6 separate regions of the Mus musculus genome follow, and regions 2, 3, 4, 5 and 6 are each linked to region 1. A link is a contact called in public HiChIP or PLAC-seq and promoter capture Hi-C data. All regions are on one chromosome and are shown on one strand. The core of a region is the stretch at or near the end of the contact, and the rest is flanking DNA. Distances in the headings are between cores, read along the strand shown.

Region 1 (2,700 bases), core at 124-2,623:
TTCAGAGCTGCTTGAAGCAAACAAGCATAAATTACGCAAAAGAGCCATAAAAAAATTCTATGTCACCTTTGATTGCTTCATTGCACTAAAACATATTGAGGCTAAGATACGATGATCTCTTCTTTCCAGGAGGCCCAAACTACTGCTCCTAATCCAAGGACAAATAGAGAAGACCTCCTGATATCAAGATTTACTTTCCTGGCCTGGCAGTGGTGGCGCACACCTTTAATCCCAGCACTTGGGAGGCAGAGGCAGGTGGACTTCTGAGTTCAAGGCCAGCCTGGTCTACAAAGTGAGTTCCAGGACAGCCAGGGCTACACAGAGAAACCCTGTCTCAAAAAAAAAAAAAAAAAAAAAAAGAAAAAGAAAAAATTTACTTTTCTAGGTTCAAACATGGGCAAGGTGGGGGATGGGGAAATGATGGGTTGGGGGAAGCGTAACCAAAATGAAGGCTATACGAAAAAAGCCATCTTACAGCCCTGCTGTGACTTCTGCAGTGAGCAACAGCAGCACAGTGCTGTTCAGTTCTCACTGTACAAACTATGTCATGGGCACATGATTCATGCTCTGAGCCAGAAAGTGACAGTACATATGCACTTACAAAATCACAAGTCTGAGGTGACAAGAAGAGATCGGAGCCTCGTCGCCTTAGTTGCAACACTTAGACGATCAAGAACTACAGCAGGCTGCGTCCAAGCTCACAGAGGCCACTTACGTTACGGATCCAATGAGCCCAACCGCAAACACACTCAACAATACTTCAGGCTACATGTCACTTGTCGTATTGCTTGAAGGGGGAGTATATTGATCTAGAGGAGAGTCATGTGGCAGACTGGGATTCTAAAACTCACTGAGTGCTTTAATGAAGTCAAGCAGGCAAGACTTGCTGGGACAGCTCATCCCAGAACCGTAACTGTGCCATGTGGGGCCATGTAGCAGGCTGCATGCTGACTCAGATGAGCAAGGAAGGGGCACTTGTGAATCATCGTGACCACATCCTGCCCCTCCCTCAGCTGTTCCCTAGAAACTGTCTGTCAATCTTCTGGGTGAGTTCTCCATCTGAAGACCAGGTATGCTCAGTGCAACAAATGCCTGTCAACCTAGGTCCATCCTGCAGGAACATTATGGCTCTGATTCTTTCCATGCACTGGATGTGTGACACTCACTGTAAGTGTGAAACTCATGTCTGTGCATGCAGACGTGGGGCTGGATTTGGGAGTGTTTTTCACATTGTGTTTTGATGGGTACAAAACCAGTATCTATCTCTTCTTATATAGACCCCTAAAAGATGCCTTTAACCAATTTAAGTCAGTCAGAAAGAATTGCTGAAGTGTACTAGCCAGAAAACTTGGGAGGGATGATGGAGACTAAGTGACTCAGCAGGGAAGAGTGTGTGGTAGGCAAGCAAAATCCTCCCAGACACCTTCAGACGCAGAACAAGAGGAAAGGCGAGACGTTTTTCTTGGGAAAGGGAATCTCATAAACTTAGTACTTACTGAGTGTCCTGGGATTAGGATTTGAAATATTGAATACTTAGTACAGTATCCGGGAGAATTTGAAATTCAGACAAGCCTGAACATTGTTTCAAAAGCAAGAAATAATTTTTAAAGGTTTTTTGACTTAATAAAATACTTGCAACTTTTAAAAGGGGCGGACTTATACACGGTGTGATAATGTTGACAGAAAATCCTAAATACTCCAGTATAGACTAAAATTACTTTGGCTGCTCCATGCATTTTATGGGTCCTTTCAAGTGTTTGTTTATTTATTAGTTTTTGTTTCATTTTGTTTTCTGTTTTGTGGAAAACATTTTGCTATTTTGACAGGGACTGCCTTCTCTCGGGCTTTTTTCAGCAATGTGGGCATCTGAACAGCACGAAATCTAATGCAGGTTATCTTCCAATCCATTAACACGAATGTGTTCCCATCTAATTGTATTTTCCTAGGTGCTATATACTTTTCAGTTTATACCCTTCGCCTAAATGGTATGATGCAAGGGGGGAACCGGGAAAGGGGATAACATTTAAAATGTAAATAAAGAAAATATCCAATAAAAAAGGGAAAAAAAGGTATTATGCACCCAATTTCTCTTTTTGGATGGCTCACTGATAACATAGATCAACACTAGTGATTTTTTTCTTTTTTTTTAATTAGATATTTTCTTCATTTACATTTCAAATGCTATCCCCAAAGCCCCCTATACCCTCCTCCGGCCCTGATCCCAAACCTATCCACTCACACTTCCTGGACCTGGCGTCCCCCTGTACTGGGGCATATGATCTTTGCAAGACCAAGAGCCTCTCCTCCCATTGATGGCTGACTGGGCCATCCTCTGCTACATATGCAACTAGAGACACAGCTCTGGGGGGAGGGGGTACTGGTTAGTTCATATTTTTGTTCCTCCTATAGGGTTGCAGACCCCTTAAGCTCCTTGAGTACTTTCTCTAGCTCCTTCATTAGGGGCCCTGTGTTCCATCCAATGGATGACTGTGAGCATCCACTTCTATATTTGTCAGGCACTGGCAGAGTCTCACAAGAGATAATGCTAGTGATTTTTACATATTGATTTTTCTGGCCTACAACTTTCTAACAGTACCTTGGCGTAGTCTTTTTGGTAATTATAATTTTGTTGTCAGTAGAAACAATTTCCCTTTTCCCTCTTCTGCTAGGATGCTTTTGATTTCTTTCTCTTATTGCACC
Region 2 (2,700 bases), core at 198-2,697, 150 kb before region 1:
ACAGCCAAGAACTTTAATCCTCCACAGGATGCCATCCGTGTTCAATTTAATGAGAATGTAATTGACCTTCCCTGCTACAAACTAAGCATCCCCCCTGGGCCGGGCTTGTTCATAGATTAAGATGACAGTGCAGGCCATCATCTGGAACATCAGACAATACTTTCTTGTGAGTCCTTAGGCCTGCATAATTGAAATAACAGCTGTTGGGACTGCATGGGAAGCACTGGGGAACACTGAACATGCTAACATAGTTAGCCTCAAATCAAAGGTCAGGAGATTTTAGTTTGTCACATAAAACAAAACAAAACAAGCAAACAAAAGAAAAAAAACACCATTCATGTAGCCTAGGATATCACATAGTCATGTGTTGAGCCTTCTTGGCACACAGCTAAGCTGTTTAGATATATTTTTAGTTTGTTCTCGGTGTCCCCATTTCTTTTTAAATCACTTTCTTGTGGAGGGGGGGGGGGAAGAGGGAGCCACATTTAAATTTAATGGAGACAGCGTTGGCCAGAACTTTGAGGAACATGAATGCATTCATCCCACCCCCTTCCTTAGAAGCAGCCTCCGGTGTGAGGTGAGATTTGAGTCATATTAATTTGTCCCAAACCACACCAAAATTTAGCTGTTCACATCTGAAACATCCCACGATTTCTGTTGCAAGGAGGAATTTGTTCAGCCATGTTACAGCTTCCTATTTCTCTCCTCTCCCAAGAAAGGCTGGTGTCCTTATCAGGGAGACAGCCTTCATTTCCCACAGTGTGGAGAGCTAAATAAATACTCTCTCACAGTCGATGCAGAGGTAACTTTTTTTTTGATGGATTAAAAAAAAAAGCTGTTCTGAAAGTCCATCACTATTCCAGCATCCCCATTCAGTGAGGGGCTTTTGTCTCTCTCTCAGTGGGAGCTGCCATTTTAATGGGACCTCCAGCGGGGCCTGATTTGATGATGTGAAGTAGGCCTGGAAGAATCTAGGAACTTTTTTTTAAATTTCGATTTTGGTTAATTTAACCATAGTAGCTTTCAAAAGGACTGAAATGTTAAAGTGAATCCACAGAAAATGTCGCTGAGAAGCGGCTACCAGATAATTTCAGGGACTCCTTTCTGAAGCGCTGTCCTGTGAAAACCAATCTCTTGAAGTTCTAATAGGCATTACGAGCTCCCTGCCCCCAACCCGCAATCTATTTTCAAAGAAGAAAACCGGGAGAAGAATTCATTCTCAGAAATATGCATACGTATACACAGACACAAACACCCGCCCTGAAACCAGATGAAACAGAATCGCTCTTAGCTGACTGGTGAGGCCAAGCCTGGATTTGGATGGCTTTGTGGTAATTCTGGGGTTTCCCTTCTCCCTGAGTCATAGTCACCGCGGTATGTGAAATACTCTCCCCACCGCACCACCTCCTCTCCCGAGATCCGGAGTGCCAAAGCTGCACACCACGCACTTGCCCCACAAAAAGATGCCAACCCCCTGGGCACACTTCCCAAACTTTTGAGATAAGACTGATGCTCTGGGCGGGGTGGCAGGGTTGTGGGGAGAGCAGATGGAGCCTGCAGAGCCAAGCCTGCATGCAGCCAGCTCTCCGAGGGCGGTGCTGGTGTGGGCTCTGCCTCCGTAGTCCCCGCGGCCACACGCTGACTGTGCTTGGCAGCTGCTCGCCCAGATGCCAACCGCTGGAATGTGTTTTATGTTCCCGCACCTCTGCTTGGCCTGCCTGGGGACAAACTTGCTGGGCCTCTCAAGTGAGATGGTGGGTGGCAGCAGCTGGGGAACAAAAGGAGGTGCCCTCAACACGTGAGAGTTGGTCACCCTTCTGGGAACTGTCTCATTTCCCGGATGCCCTCTTTGTAAGGCTAACAGACCAAAGTCTCCACCTAGAATGATTGTTTTAGTATGTGGCTGACTGTGTGGACCTCGGAAGCCCGGGAAATTAATTCAGTGTTTCTTGCAAAGAGTCAATCAAGTGCTATCACGTAGAAATGAAAACACACACATGCGCACGCGCGCGCAAGACGAGAATCATTCTGGATGTGTGCAATTTTATTGTATCTATCCTTGTTGTATTCCGATAGTTGGATGTCTACAGAAATTAATTTGAAATTCAACTTTGTTTTTTTCCTATAACCAGGTTGTCTGCAGTAAGACTGGGCGTGGGAAAGATGTAGGCACTTAGACCTACACACAACAACAGATACAGGAAAAGCCTTTAAGGTTTCATGATTTGAGAATCTTTGAGACAGTTTTAAATCATTCAGATGATAAGATATGATATCATGAAGTTGGTAGCTAATCAATTTTATTACTCTGTTTTATTTGGCCAATGTAGATACTCTCCGGGTTTTGTCTTGTTCTTCTCCTTGTTGAAATGGTTGGTCCAAAGGTTTCCCAGCCCATCAGTGCATCTCTCTTGGTTATGAAACTATCTCCTCAAATTAAAACATTACCTCTTACATGGAGGAAGTAAGTGAAATTCATAAAATGCAATAAAAGAAACACACAAGGCCCAGATAATATAAGAAACTTACAAGGCTCAGGAAAGTCATAATTTTTTTTAAAGGCTATGCCCCACCAGTCCCAAAGTTATATAAGCAGTAAAATCTGCTTTGGAGGGGTCAAGGGGAGTTGGACATACACAGATGGACAGTGGGCTGGACGTCAACAAGGGCAGGGAGATGTATCCAGGGATGCATTGAAAA
Region 3 (2,776 bases), core at 127-2,626, 240 kb after region 1:
TGTTTTACAGGCTCTGATAAGTTACTGCTGAAAATATTCACCCTCTCTTGTTCTTTCTGAACTCTGACTGGCTGGTTCAATTCAGCTGTTCTGGCTCAAATTCCTCTCCAAGCTGACTGGTTCTAACTGGCTTCTCTCACTTTCTGACTGAATTGCTCTGATTGGCCCCGAGTTAACTCTGGCAACCTGTTCTAATCTTCTGGCTCCTTCTCACTCTCTGACTCATTCTGTCTTCACCCGTGTCTAGCTTGTTCTCTTTTCAACCCATCTCAGTAAAACTGCCTCTCTCCTCGCTTTCTCTCTGCACTGCTCTCCTAAGTGGCTTCACTGCCTCTCTCCTGACAGTTGGGCATATTCTATATAGTCTATTTTGTCAGGTTGTTCTCTGATTCATCACTTTGTCTGCCACTCAATTACACATAACTTTCAAATATGGGTGCTTCCTTCTACAAACTAACTTTACCTTCACTGTTTGGGATTAAAACTGTGTTCTAAGTGCTGAGTCATACCACAACTAGAAACAACTGTTTTTTAGTAAATAATACAATCTCAGGTTTCACAGTGTGATCACATATCCTGCAGCATATACCAGCCTTTTTCCCTTTGAATTTTACTTTACACAATGTCTAAGTTACCCAGATCAGACTTGGACTTACTTTGTTGCTCAAAATAGCCTCAAACTCATGATGTCTACCCACCCACCCCTCACCTCATATCCATGAGGTCTGGGGAAAGGCTAAAGGATTTTCTTCAGTATAATGAAAGTCCCATATTTCCATTTTCTAAAATTTCAGAAAGGATTCTGATCGATTTTATTCCTGATGCATTCATGTTGACATGAATCCATAAGTCACTTTTTCTAAGCCTGTGAATAGTCAGAGAATATGGTGTATTAATTAGTCTCTAGAGTCTAGACCACTTCTGAAGTTTAAGTCCAATCCAGATAATCCCATAGCACCAAAGCAGTAAAGTCTAACCTGTGTGTGTTTATCTCCCCCTATGAGTTAATAAACACACCCCTTAAAGATAAGGATTATGTCTTAACTATATTTGACTGGTCCCAGACTCATTTTTTTAAGTTTTATGACAATTTTTTCCATTAGACTTACTTTATGTGTTTGCCTACAGGTGTGCAGTGCGTGTGCCTGGTACCCACAAAGGTCAGAAGAGGGCATTGGATACCCAGGAACTGAGTTACCGATTTGACTACAGAGTGGGTCCTGCTCAGGAATGGTTAAGTGGGTCACAGGAATCCTGCTGCAGCTCCTGGGAACCGCAGGCGGTCGCTAGCGCCGGGCTGTCCTCCGCACCACCAGGGGGCGCCGTGGCGCATACGGTCTCCCCGGATTGGCGGGGCGCCGCTCTCTGGGCGGGGCATAGAGGTGGTAAGAGGACTCGCGGCGGGCCGCTTCGGCTTCTTCTCGGGCCTGCTCCCTCGGCGGCTTCCCGCGCCTTCAGCCGGCCACCATGGGGAAACGGGATAATCGCGTGGTGAGTATTCGGCGGGGAAAACGGAGCAGTGAGGCGGGGCCGGGCGGCAGGCGAACGAGCGGAAGCCGTCGCCCGTCGCGGCGGGGCTGGCGGCCGCGTCGCACTTGGGGCCCCGAGACCCCGCGCCGTGCGATGCGCGTGCGCCTTGCCGGTCCTCAGCGTCCTGCTCGGCCGACCCTGGGGCCTGTCGCCCCGCAGCGGTAAGGGCTGTGAGCCGGAGCCGCCGGTGCCGAGAGGCCCAGACCCAGCGCAGCGGGACCACGGGGATGGGGGTGGGGGACAGGGATGAGGGCTTTGGGGTACTCTAGACTCCAGTGCCCTCGGAAGTTAGTGACTTCTGAACCCAAGTTTCTACCTGTGGGAATGGGAGTCCTCCTTAGTCACCGCTTGACCACAAAGGCAACTGCCCAAGCGAACGCGAGTGGGTACCTAAAGAGCTGCCCGGGAAATGACAGTGTTCCCCGCTCTGTCTTAAAAACAACAACAACAACAAAACAAAAAACAACAACAACAACAACAAAAAACGTCCGTTTTAGTTTCTTGTGGTTCTGTCGTGGAAGCTCGGTGGCCACTAACCTTGCTCGCACTGTGCAGGAATGTACTTTCCTCCTGGCTTCAGGACGAGACCGTAGAATGAATGGAGTTGAGATGAATAGAATAGAATAGACCAGTTGAAATGGTCTATGTGTGTGGGCATCCAGAGTTCGACATAGTGCTTGGACTATTAATGTCCTCAGACACATCTCACCTGATTCCTGGAGATTTTTCTGTTTTGTTTTGTTGTTATTAATGATGCTATCGTTGTTTTAAAGATTATAGGCTTGCTTACAGACATTATTACAGTTTCTTACTGAAATCCAGACTTTCATTTTACTGGAAATTTTTATTTACACATTCCTTAAGGCATTTTCAAAACCTATGAAATTAGTCTCGTTTACTGGAGGGTGTTGACAGCTCTGTACTGTTCTGTTCTGTTGTCATCGCACAATATGTTCTAGTAGCATTTTGTTTGCACTTAAAAGATTCTAAGACTGAAAACATTACATCAAAAGGTGGGAGGTGTTGGAGATGTAATGGAGAACTAATACTTAGGGCAGGGTAAGGATGCTTAAACTGTGACCAGAACTTGTATCATTTGCTACTTGGTTCAGTCCTCATGGATCTTGATATCTCCCCCAGCCCCCCACACCACCACCAGCCCCAAAGTCTCACTTTTTAACAGGACTTTTAAACCACAGCTATCCTATACATCCTGGTCCCACACATAGACAGCTTCTCCATCATC
Region 4 (2,874 bases), core at 239-2,738, 180 kb after region 1:
ATTGTTTTTGCTCTTACAGCAGCTTTATATTGGTTACTGACTGATTTTTTTCACTACCCTAAATCAGCTTACTTTATAATTTAACCTCACCCTACACAAGAATACATAAAACCACAGCCTTGGTAAACCAGTAATTTATTTAGCTGATAGACATTAGAATCTATATAAATATCAAGATTATTAGAAAGCTCCCCATGGCCAGGCGTGGTGGTACATGCCTTTAATCCCAGCACTCGGGAGGCAGAGGCAGGTGGATTTCTGAGTTCGAGGCCAGCCTGGCCTACAGAGTGAGTTCCAGGACAGCCAGGGCTACACAGAGAAACCTTATCTCGGAAAAAGAAAGAAAGAAAGGAAGAAAGAAAGAAAGGAAGGAAGGAAGGAAGGAAGGAAGGAAGGAAGGAAGGAAGGAAGGAAGGAAGAAAGCTGCCCATGACCATCCACCAAAATGGCCTCATACATCACCAGCTGAGTGTATCTAAAATACAACTAAACCCTAAAATACAACTCCCTGTAGAATGGTTGCTATATGAGAGGGTCACTCCCGAGACATGACCATATAAATCCTAGTAAAAAAGAAACTCATTGAGTGTGTGATGAGTTCGTTAAGCAGAACTGGCTGGTGAGGGATGGGTGCTGTGGGTTGGTATAAAAACTGTACGGGGGGCTGAAGAGATGGCTCAGCGGTTAAGAGCACTGACTGCTCTTCCAGAGGTCCTGAGTTCAATTCCCAGCAACCACATGGTGGCTCACAAACATCTGTAATGGGATCCGATGCCTCTTCTGATGTGTCTGAAGACAGCTACAGTGTACTCATATACATAAAATAAATAAATCTTTTAAAAAGAAGAAGGAGAAGAAGAAGAATTTCAAAGAATTCTCAGTGAAAGCCCAGAGGTCGCATCCTACTTGTTTGTATAAAATCTTTGAGGAATAATCATTTTTGTATGAGCAATATTTGGCATCCTTCCCAGAAGCAAAGAAGGCAGGTGAGTGAAACACTTCTGGTCTTCCAAGCCCGGGGCTGTCTCCTTCAGGAGTTACCTCACCATGCCATATTCAGAGGGTAGAGACATGGAATCTTCCACAAGTAGGGCAAATAACTTGTTCGGGAACACCAACTATTACACAGCAGAGCCAGGTTTGAATCCAAGTCGTCCTGATACTATAGCTGCCAATTGCTCTACTCTGTTAGGTTTTTGCTCTTGACAACACCAAACATACAAGAGCTTTTTTTTCTATAGTATTTTATGTATTGCTACAAGAGAACAACAATGACATTTTAGAGGCGAAAGAGCAGATCACATAGTCAATGCCCTCGATTTCCACTTTCCCCAGCGTTCGAAAGGCTGATTGATTCTCTGTCACATTATCAAGAGTTACATGCTTTCTATTCTAAAACTGATGCCTAGGAAATACAAACTCAATAAAGAGAGTCTTAGGGCAGATGGTTGCCAAATAGCCAGAAAGTTAAATACCATCTGTCAGTATTATCTGAGTTTAATAATTGCCTGCACTGACCCACAGAAGCATTCTACAGAGTGGATAACACGGATTAGAGCTATATTCTTTTTAATCTCCCTTCTCTCTCCTTTGTAAGTAAACCATCTTGATGTCACGTTGAGATGTGTATTGTGCTAAAACAGTCAGAGATCTGGTCAGTAGCCATGTAGTTAAAGTGATGGGAGGGCTAGGGGGAGATGTGGGGACAGGAATAGAGTGGTATTTAACTCTGCGGCAAGATCAACTACTCATCTCCACTCTCTGGGTACCTAGTAGTTGCTTTGTGGTCCTGGCCAGAACTGTTAGTTTCTCGTTTGAAAGTTATGGGGTTTTCCAGGTTAAAGCAAAGGTATAAAAGAGAGTGTACATTGAAACAGAATAGAATATGCTACAAATTCTTTGAATATGGAGATTGTGGTGAGCAGATAGGAATTCTTAGAAATTCTGGGTTGCCAGCCCTGCTGGTCCTTAGCTACAAAGTGCCAAATGCCACCAAGAAAAATATAACAAATACTGTCACTGTTCGCAGGAAACAAACTTCATGATAATATTACTCGTTGTCTGGTGGCTTCTCTAGACTTGTCGTCATTGATTTCTATGAATTAAATACCCACTAGCAGAAGCTAACAGTTTATAACTGTCCTTTGTGGCTTGAAGGCCAGTGAGCAAATGTCTAAAATGTTACTGAGCGCCTTGCCAATTTTCCCCTCCCTTGCTGTGTTGGTGGGCATCCATATTGTACTCTCCTAGTGACCTCAAGGAAACGAAGGGCTTGACTGGCTGTCACAGATGCCCAGGCACCAGGAGGTGAGAAAACCTGCCACCTCCGGCTCGGTCAGAACTTGCGTGCAGAGCTTCAGGCTCTTACGCAGCTAGGCTTTCTGCCTCCTGTCTTCTTGGTCTTTATTTAAAGAACTTTAAAGGAGCATCCTATTAGATACGGAACCCAGGTAAAGGGGACCAGTCTTGATAGAGCGATAGACAGATCCAGGATAGCTCAGTCTGAGAACAAGCAGATACTTTCACACTCTAATCAGTGTTGAGTTTTCAACTCTTTTTTTTTTAATTAGGTATTTTCCTCGTTTACATTTCCAATGCTATCCCAAAAGTCCCCCATACCCACCCCCCCAATCCCCTACCCACCCACTCCCCCTTTTTGGCCCTGGCATTCCCCTGTACTGGGGCATATAAAGTTTGCAAGTCCAATGGGCCTCTCTTTCCACTGATGGCCAACGAGACCATCTTTTGATACATATGCAGCTAGAGACAAGAGCTCCGGGGTACTGGTTAGTTCATATTGTTGTTCCACCTATAGGGTTGCAGTTCCCTATAGCTCCTTGGGTACTTTCTCTAGCTCCTCCATTGGGGGCCCTG
Region 5 (2,700 bases), core at 38-2,537, 200 kb after region 1:
GCTCCCCATGCTCCATTGATCTTTGCCTTGCGCCCAGTTGTTTTCTGTGATACTCTTCATCTGCTGTGAAGAGAGACCTCTTTGAGGGGTGGCAGTTACATTTATCTGTGGGTATAGGATAAGATTCAGATTGTAGTAAGAAATCATTCCGGTCTAGCGAAGTGGAGGTAATAGACTCTTTTCTAAGGTCCATGATCTCACTAGCTCTGTGGCTTCTCTGCCTCCACCCTCCAAGGCTGCCTCACCCACCCTACATTTAAGTAGGTTTTGAACATCTCAACTCCGATTCTTGTGCTTATTCGGCAAGCATTCTAACTGCTGAGCCACCTCCCCTACCCTACCCTACCCTCCCCCCTAAAATCATAATTCATGATTTTCATCTCATTTCTCTAAGCTAGATTATCTGGGCTCAGTGTCAGCGCTGCAGATTGAGAAAGAAATTCATGGAAACACTACCACTGGTAAACAAACATAAACAAAAAATGTTCACATCTGCTAACAAAACTCTGTTAATATATTCAGAAATGACTATGTTTTGTTGATAGTTGTATTGTCAGGATCCAAACAAAATTCAGTAATGAGTTTTGAACATTAGGTAAATGTTCTCTGAAGAGATTTTTTTAAATGGCCATAATGTCAGACCTTCGGTTAGCTATGTAATCTCTCAGAGTCTCAGTGTGTCTCCATCAATATAAGGAGAGTGTGCAAGAGGAGTTGGTGGCAGGGGCGGTGGCAGCTGGTTGGTGGCAGGGGCGGTGGCAGCTGGTAAGCCTTATTTCTTTAGGCAGATGACAGGGAATATACCTGTTCCTGTGCATGTCATTTTCCAGATTGTAGCGGCTCTAAAGTTATCTGGTGACCTTTGTAAACAGCATAGCAGAGCACCATGGGTGAATTAAACCTAGAGAGATTTGGTCCAGGGAAAGGAGCAAAACACCAGTATTAAATCTTCCTTGCAAAATTAGTCATAATGAAACCAAGGAAGTTGGGGGAAGGGAAAGGGTGCTGTGAGATTAACAGAGAATGAGAGGTTTTGGAGCGAGTGGGAATGTCTTGCATTTGCCACCTTCCTGGCAGGGTTGCTTCCGCCAGGCAGACTTTTCTGCCCTTCCACGGTGCTAACTGCTTTGTTCGTGTGGTTTATTAATTTTATAGTACTCTGGTCTGTGCCACAGCATGGTCAGAAGCTGAGACAACGGGTTTTTACAGATGAGCAGAGGTTAAGTACCCACTTGCTCTCCTTGCTGTGTTAATCAGTTACAGAGCCAGTGTTAGGAGCCCGGGTCATCTAGTCTCTTGGCTTCTGTGGCTTTCCCGTTACATGATTCAGTATCCTAGAGCCTCAGCAGTGGACACAGTCCTGTCCCCCTCGAGAGACAGCACTTCCGCCTGGCAAAGCTAGATTCAATCCCCAGGGGGTGGGTGGGGGAGCAATAAATCATGCACCAAAAATAACACCTTCACTGCTAAATTCCACTTAGTAGGTGATTTCCCAAGGATGAGCCAGTGCAGTGAATCATCGCCCTGAGAGCTGATTCGAACAGTAGTTCTGTTTTATTTACTACCTCGTGGTTTTTAACCTTTAGAGCCTTCCTGGGAGGGTCAGAGTCTCCTCACCATGAATATAAAACAGACTCTGCTTATAAGCCTTCAAGGGTCCCTTTTCCTTTTGTTTTGTTTTTTGTTTTTTTTTTCCTCCTTTCCACTTAAAACATCCCATGATCAGGAGGACCCAGGCAGAACAACAGCTAACTTTCTGAGGTGTTGATTGTGCAGGAGCAAACCTGGCACCCTGCAGATGCTATAAACTGGCATCCATGGCCTCCCTGGGCTTCCTGGGCACAGACTCACGTGCACAAACACTCTCACACTCAAAATGACACTTTTTTAAAAATTTAAAACGTTGGGGTTGGGAGCTCCCCCAGTCAAGAAGGTTAGGCAAGCATGAGAATTGTTAGGCAAGCATGAGAATTTAATCTTGGCTCCCTAGCACCCACACAGAAACTGGATCTGGTACCTTACTCCTGAAATCCTGGTACTGGAGACGTGGGTCCCAGAGGATTCCCTGAGCTTTTTAGATGAGTTTTATAAGTGAGGGACCCAGTCTCAAAAGACAAAGCCGAGAGCCATTAAGTGTAAGGGAGCCTCAGCGCAGTTCTGTTCAGATGGCACGAAAGAGTGGAAGAAATTCAGATCCCCTTTCCATTCACATATTACCTGGTTTGAAGGCAGTTTAAGAAAATGACACACTCCGCTATAAATACCTCAGGACAGTTTGTCCACATTGACACTTCCATTTCCTAAAATGAAAACCTCACTGGCCCACAGGGATGAGGGGAAGTGTGGGGGGAAGGGGGAGGCTGGCTTTGTTCACCAGGGTTATTTCAACAAGCACATCCGAACGCTAGGAACTTCCTCTGATGACTCAAGACAGTTGTCAAACACCAGCGTTCCTCTGTTTGACCCCTGCTGAAGTAAGATCTGGGGAAGCATGGTACAGAGTCTGAATCATGTAGCTGGTGTTTTGTCTGTATCTGAATTTACATCTGTCACATACCCAGTGTGTCCACCCATGAAAAACTACATTCTTCAGCTATCACTGAAGGGGAGGGGGGAAAGCATTCAAATGGGCCTGTTTCATCTAGACAGTCTGAAAGTTCTAAGGAATGCCATGGGCTTTGCTTCCTGAACGGAATTGTT
Region 6 (2,700 bases), core at 191-2,690, 160 kb after region 1:
AGACTTCTAGCAATCCTCCTGCCTCTGCCTCCTGAGAGCAGAGACTACAGGCTGCTTCTAACAGCCTATCTACAAGAGATTTTCTTTTAAGATGAGATAATAAAATTGATTTAGGGGGCCATATTTGTGACTCTAGAACATTTTCTATACCTTCATAAATACCTCAAGACAGACTATTCTTCACTCTCTGGTTTGGTGTGTTGCCGATCTTTTTCGGGTTTTGTTGTTGTTTTTGCTGTTGCTGCTGCTAGGGCTGCTGTTGTTTGGTTTTGTTTGTCTGATTTTGAATTTGTTGGGGTTGGGGAGCATTTTCGGAGAAATGTTTTTCTTGATCACATATCTGACAGCTTTTTAGTGACTGCTATATGCTAAATATAGTAGCAACCTCAGAGACCCCTAGAGGTAGAGTGTTAAAGACTGGCTCCCAAGGTGGGAAGCTATGGGACCTTTAGAAGGTCGCGGGGAGGGGGTGTCTATTGGGGCATGCCCTTGAGAGTGATGGTAGGACACCTTCCACCTTCAGGTTCCTTTTGCTCCTCCGTTCTCATTGTGAGCAGCTTTCAGCTTCACATGTTCCTGCCATGACACCGCCTCACCACCAGCCCAGACGAGAAGGGCCAACCTATCATGGACTAGATCCCTCAATGCTGTGCGGCACAAATAAACCTTTTTCTCTTATAACCCAATTATTTTGGTTACTGTGTTGTAGTAACAGATAATCAGCCGCACAGCAAGATTGGGGATCTGAAAGTAAGCAGTGTCATTATAGAATTAGGCGCAGTGGGAGTAACACAGAGGTAGAAGTAGATTCTTGTGGTCACACCAGGTATCAGAGCAAGAACTGAGGGAGGTATAGTGTGGGAATACAGAGCAGTGGACTGTTAGTTGTTTCAGAATGTTCCACAAGACTTTCAGAGAGGTTATCACTAGGCCCTACTTGTACTTTGGCCACATATGAGGGTCATCTCTATATTAAGTATCTGCAGTGATCACTAAAGGGACCTTTTCATCTCCTGGATGATAAACAATGCTCTCTGCAGTCTTCATGTTTCCTTGGGTACCACTGTAATCCTGTCTCCACCCATCAGCCTTAAGGATAAGGAAACTACCTGCCACACATTTCTAGAAAGCAGCAGTATTCTCTGAAATGTTTGTAAATGGAAAGGCCTTTCCTTTGAATTAGCTCTGAGGTCAAAGCCGAGCTTAGCATGGCCTTGGGCTGGTACTTCTTCTTTCCAGCAGTGTTTGCATGCAGCAACCACAGTGCCCCCAAGCACGCTGCAGCTAGCCCCGGCCTAGGTGAGAAACCTTCTGCTGCCTTTTATTGTCACACAGGTCTCTCTCCTGATAGCGGATGTACTTAGAAACGCTTTGTAAAGTCCTTGGTATTCGTGTGGTTCTTCCTAGAAACCGAGACGGTTTCAAGAGAAGGGTTGCAGCCCCTGAGCAGTAAGAGAACTCGTACTCTGCAGTCATCTATTAAGGGATTCCTTTACAGTGGTCCTTCCTTCCTCTCTGCTTACAAAAGATACCTGAGAATAATTTTAAATTCTAAAAATATGTTAATGTTAAGTGTAGGATCGTGTTTGTTTAATTTTCCTTTCTGTATTTCCTGAAAGTCTAAGGATATACAGATAACACATCAGGCCCTTTTCTTGTTTAAGCAACTTTCAAATTGGACTTCCAAGCTGTGTCTTCCATCGCCTGTTTCTCCAGCTCCAGTCCTCTGTGAGCTGCCGTGTTGTCAAGTCTGTAACTGGGTGAGGGGTGAGTTTGAGGAAGAGCCTGACTCGAGGAACTGGTTAGTGATTTCATTTGCAGAGATAGAAGACTGGAAAAGGAGAACAAGGTTGGGTGGAAGGGTAGTGGTACAGAAAAGGCCAAGAGAAGCGCGCCTGGCGTAGCAGGCTGCCAGCCCCGTGCAGAGCATTTTGGCTAAGCAGTTCTTCCTTCCCCTCTCTCCAGGACCCTTGCTCATCCATACACCATTTTAGTGAAAACCTTTTGGATATAAGTATCGTAGGAAGATCCCTTGTTCTCATCAGCTTTCTGATAAACATACAGTGCTCTAGAAATATTGACTTTAAAAACAAAACAACAACAGTAACAACAAAAACAGAACAAACAAAAACCACATTGTTTAAAAGTGATAATTAAACAAAAACCCTAAAAGGGAACGACTGAACCAGCTGTGATGGTGCATGCCAGCAATCCCAGCACTCTGGAGGCAGGGCAGAAGGATCGCTGCAAGTTCTAGTCCAGCCTGGTCTACATAGAAAGTTCTAGGCTAGCCCGGGCTACATACCCAAGATTCTATCTCAAAAGGGGGGGGGATCAAAATAGGTCTGATAACAGAACTTAGCACGTGTGCAGGCCTGAGTTTAGTCCCCAGCACCCTTCTCCTTCCCCAAAGGGAAGGAAGATCTGAAGTCAGTGACTTGCATAGTGACAGTGAACCTGAGTCACAGGTCCCAGTCCTGCTTCTGTTCCTGGCGCTGCCAGCCACCAGCTCCTTGCTCTCAGATGTCTCTCTCTGTCCATCTGCCCTTCCCTGTTGCTGGAAGCAGGCCATGGTGCTTCATCAAACATCAAACTGGAGGTTATATACAGCACGAGCTGGTTAGCCCAACATGGAACTTTAATGTCTGCCATGCTTCACGGATATTTCCTTTCCCTTTTCCCTACCCCTGTCCGTACCCT

Evidence for each region. Promoter capture Hi-C pulls out the DNA fragments that hold promoters and counts their contacts. HiChIP or PLAC-seq counts read pairs in DNA pulled down with a chosen protein or histone mark.
Region 2: a BATF HiChIP or PLAC-seq map of CD8 T cells shows a contact between it and region 1, with 7 read pairs. The contact joins two enhancer-like sites. A contact is called at or near these places in 4 of 115 datasets of contacts at active chromatin or transcription factors (CD8 T cells, effector CD8 T cells, pancreatic cancer cells and 1 more).
Region 3: a contact with region 1 is called in a promoter capture Hi-C map of macrophages, with 9 read pairs. The contact joins the promoter of Fam133b here to the enhancer-like site in region 1. A contact is called at or near these places in 3 of 39 promoter capture datasets (hematopoietic stem and progenitor cells, macrophages and neutrophils), 2 of 484 Hi-C or Micro-C datasets (Th1 cells and bone marrow-derived macrophages), 2 of 115 datasets of contacts at active chromatin or transcription factors (effector CD8 T cells and embryonic stem cells) and 3 of 9 other capture datasets (adipose tissue, liver and macrophages).
Region 4: a contact with region 1 is called in a BATF HiChIP or PLAC-seq map of CD8 T cells, with 6 read pairs. The contact joins two enhancer-like sites. A contact is called at or near these places in 1 of 484 Hi-C or Micro-C datasets (natural killer cells), 4 of 115 datasets of contacts at active chromatin or transcription factors (CD8 T cells and embryonic stem cells) and 2 of 9 other capture datasets (adipose tissue and liver).
Region 5: a contact with region 1 is called in a FOXA1 HiChIP or PLAC-seq map of pancreatic cancer cells. The contact joins two enhancer-like sites. A contact is called at or near these places in 1 of 15 datasets of contacts at CTCF or cohesin (CD8 T cells), 4 of 484 Hi-C or Micro-C datasets (the AML12 cell line, Th1 cells and bone marrow-derived macrophages), 10 of 115 datasets of contacts at active chromatin or transcription factors (CD8 T cells, bone marrow-derived macrophages, effector CD8 T cells and 6 more) and 1 of 9 other capture datasets (embryonic stem cells).
Region 6: a BATF HiChIP or PLAC-seq map of CD8 T cells shows a contact between it and region 1, with 7 read pairs. The contact joins two enhancer-like sites. A contact is called at or near these places in 5 of 115 datasets of contacts at active chromatin or transcription factors (CD8 T cells, effector CD8 T cells, embryonic stem cells and 1 more).

What each region holds. Positions count from the first base shown.
Region 1 is chr5:3,300,353-3,303,052 of GRCm38.p6, forward strand. All of the region lies in intron 3 of Gm36470 (predicted gene, 36470), which reads right to left. Among named protein-coding and RNA genes, the nearest start is that of Gm36548, 31 kb to the left of the region's middle. Within about 2 kb of position 1,374, at least 154 of the 459 cell types and tissues checked have an H3K27ac peak or open chromatin away from gene starts, as enhancers often do. A contact at or near this core is called in the AML12 cell line, CD8 T cells, Th1 cells and 10 more, where this site is marked.
Region 2 is chr5:3,150,849-3,153,548 of GRCm38.p6, forward strand. No RefSeq gene overlaps it. Among named protein-coding and RNA genes, the nearest start is that of Gm36548, 120 kb to the right of the region's middle. Within about 2 kb of position 1,448, at least 196 of the 459 cell types and tissues checked have an H3K27ac peak or open chromatin away from gene starts, as enhancers often do. A contact at or near this core is called in CD8 T cells, effector CD8 T cells and pancreatic cancer cells, where this site is marked.
Region 3 is chr5:3,542,457-3,545,232 of GRCm38.p6, forward strand. Fam133b (family with sequence similarity 133, member B) reads left to right here and starts at 1,377. Exons shown (of 11, transcript NM_001042501.1): 1 at 1,377-1,491. The coding sequence starts at 1,468.
Region 4 is chr5:3,476,128-3,479,001 of GRCm38.p6, forward strand. The region is part of intron 5 of Cdk6 (cyclin-dependent kinase 6); the gene reads left to right. Among named protein-coding and RNA genes, the nearest start is that of Gm29868, 65 kb to the left of the region's middle. Within about 2 kb of position 1,489, at least 14 of the 459 cell types and tissues checked have an H3K27ac peak or open chromatin away from gene starts, as enhancers often do. A contact at or near this core is called in CD8 T cells, where this site is marked.
Region 5 is chr5:3,500,399-3,503,098 of GRCm38.p6, forward strand. All of the region lies in intron 5 of Cdk6 (cyclin-dependent kinase 6), which reads left to right. Among named protein-coding and RNA genes, the nearest start is that of Fam133b, 42 kb to the right of the region's middle. Within about 2 kb of position 1,288, at least 196 of the 459 cell types and tissues checked have an H3K27ac peak or open chromatin away from gene starts, as enhancers often do. A contact at or near this core is called in the AML12 cell line, CD8 T cells, Th1 cells and 5 more, where this site is marked.
Region 6 is chr5:3,459,816-3,462,515 of GRCm38.p6, forward strand. All of the region lies in intron 4 of Cdk6 (cyclin-dependent kinase 6), which reads left to right. Among named protein-coding and RNA genes, the nearest start is that of Gm29868, 48 kb to the left of the region's middle. Within about 2 kb of position 1,441, at least 79 of the 459 cell types and tissues checked have an H3K27ac peak or open chromatin away from gene starts, as enhancers often do. A contact at or near this core is called in CD8 T cells and effector CD8 T cells, where this site is marked.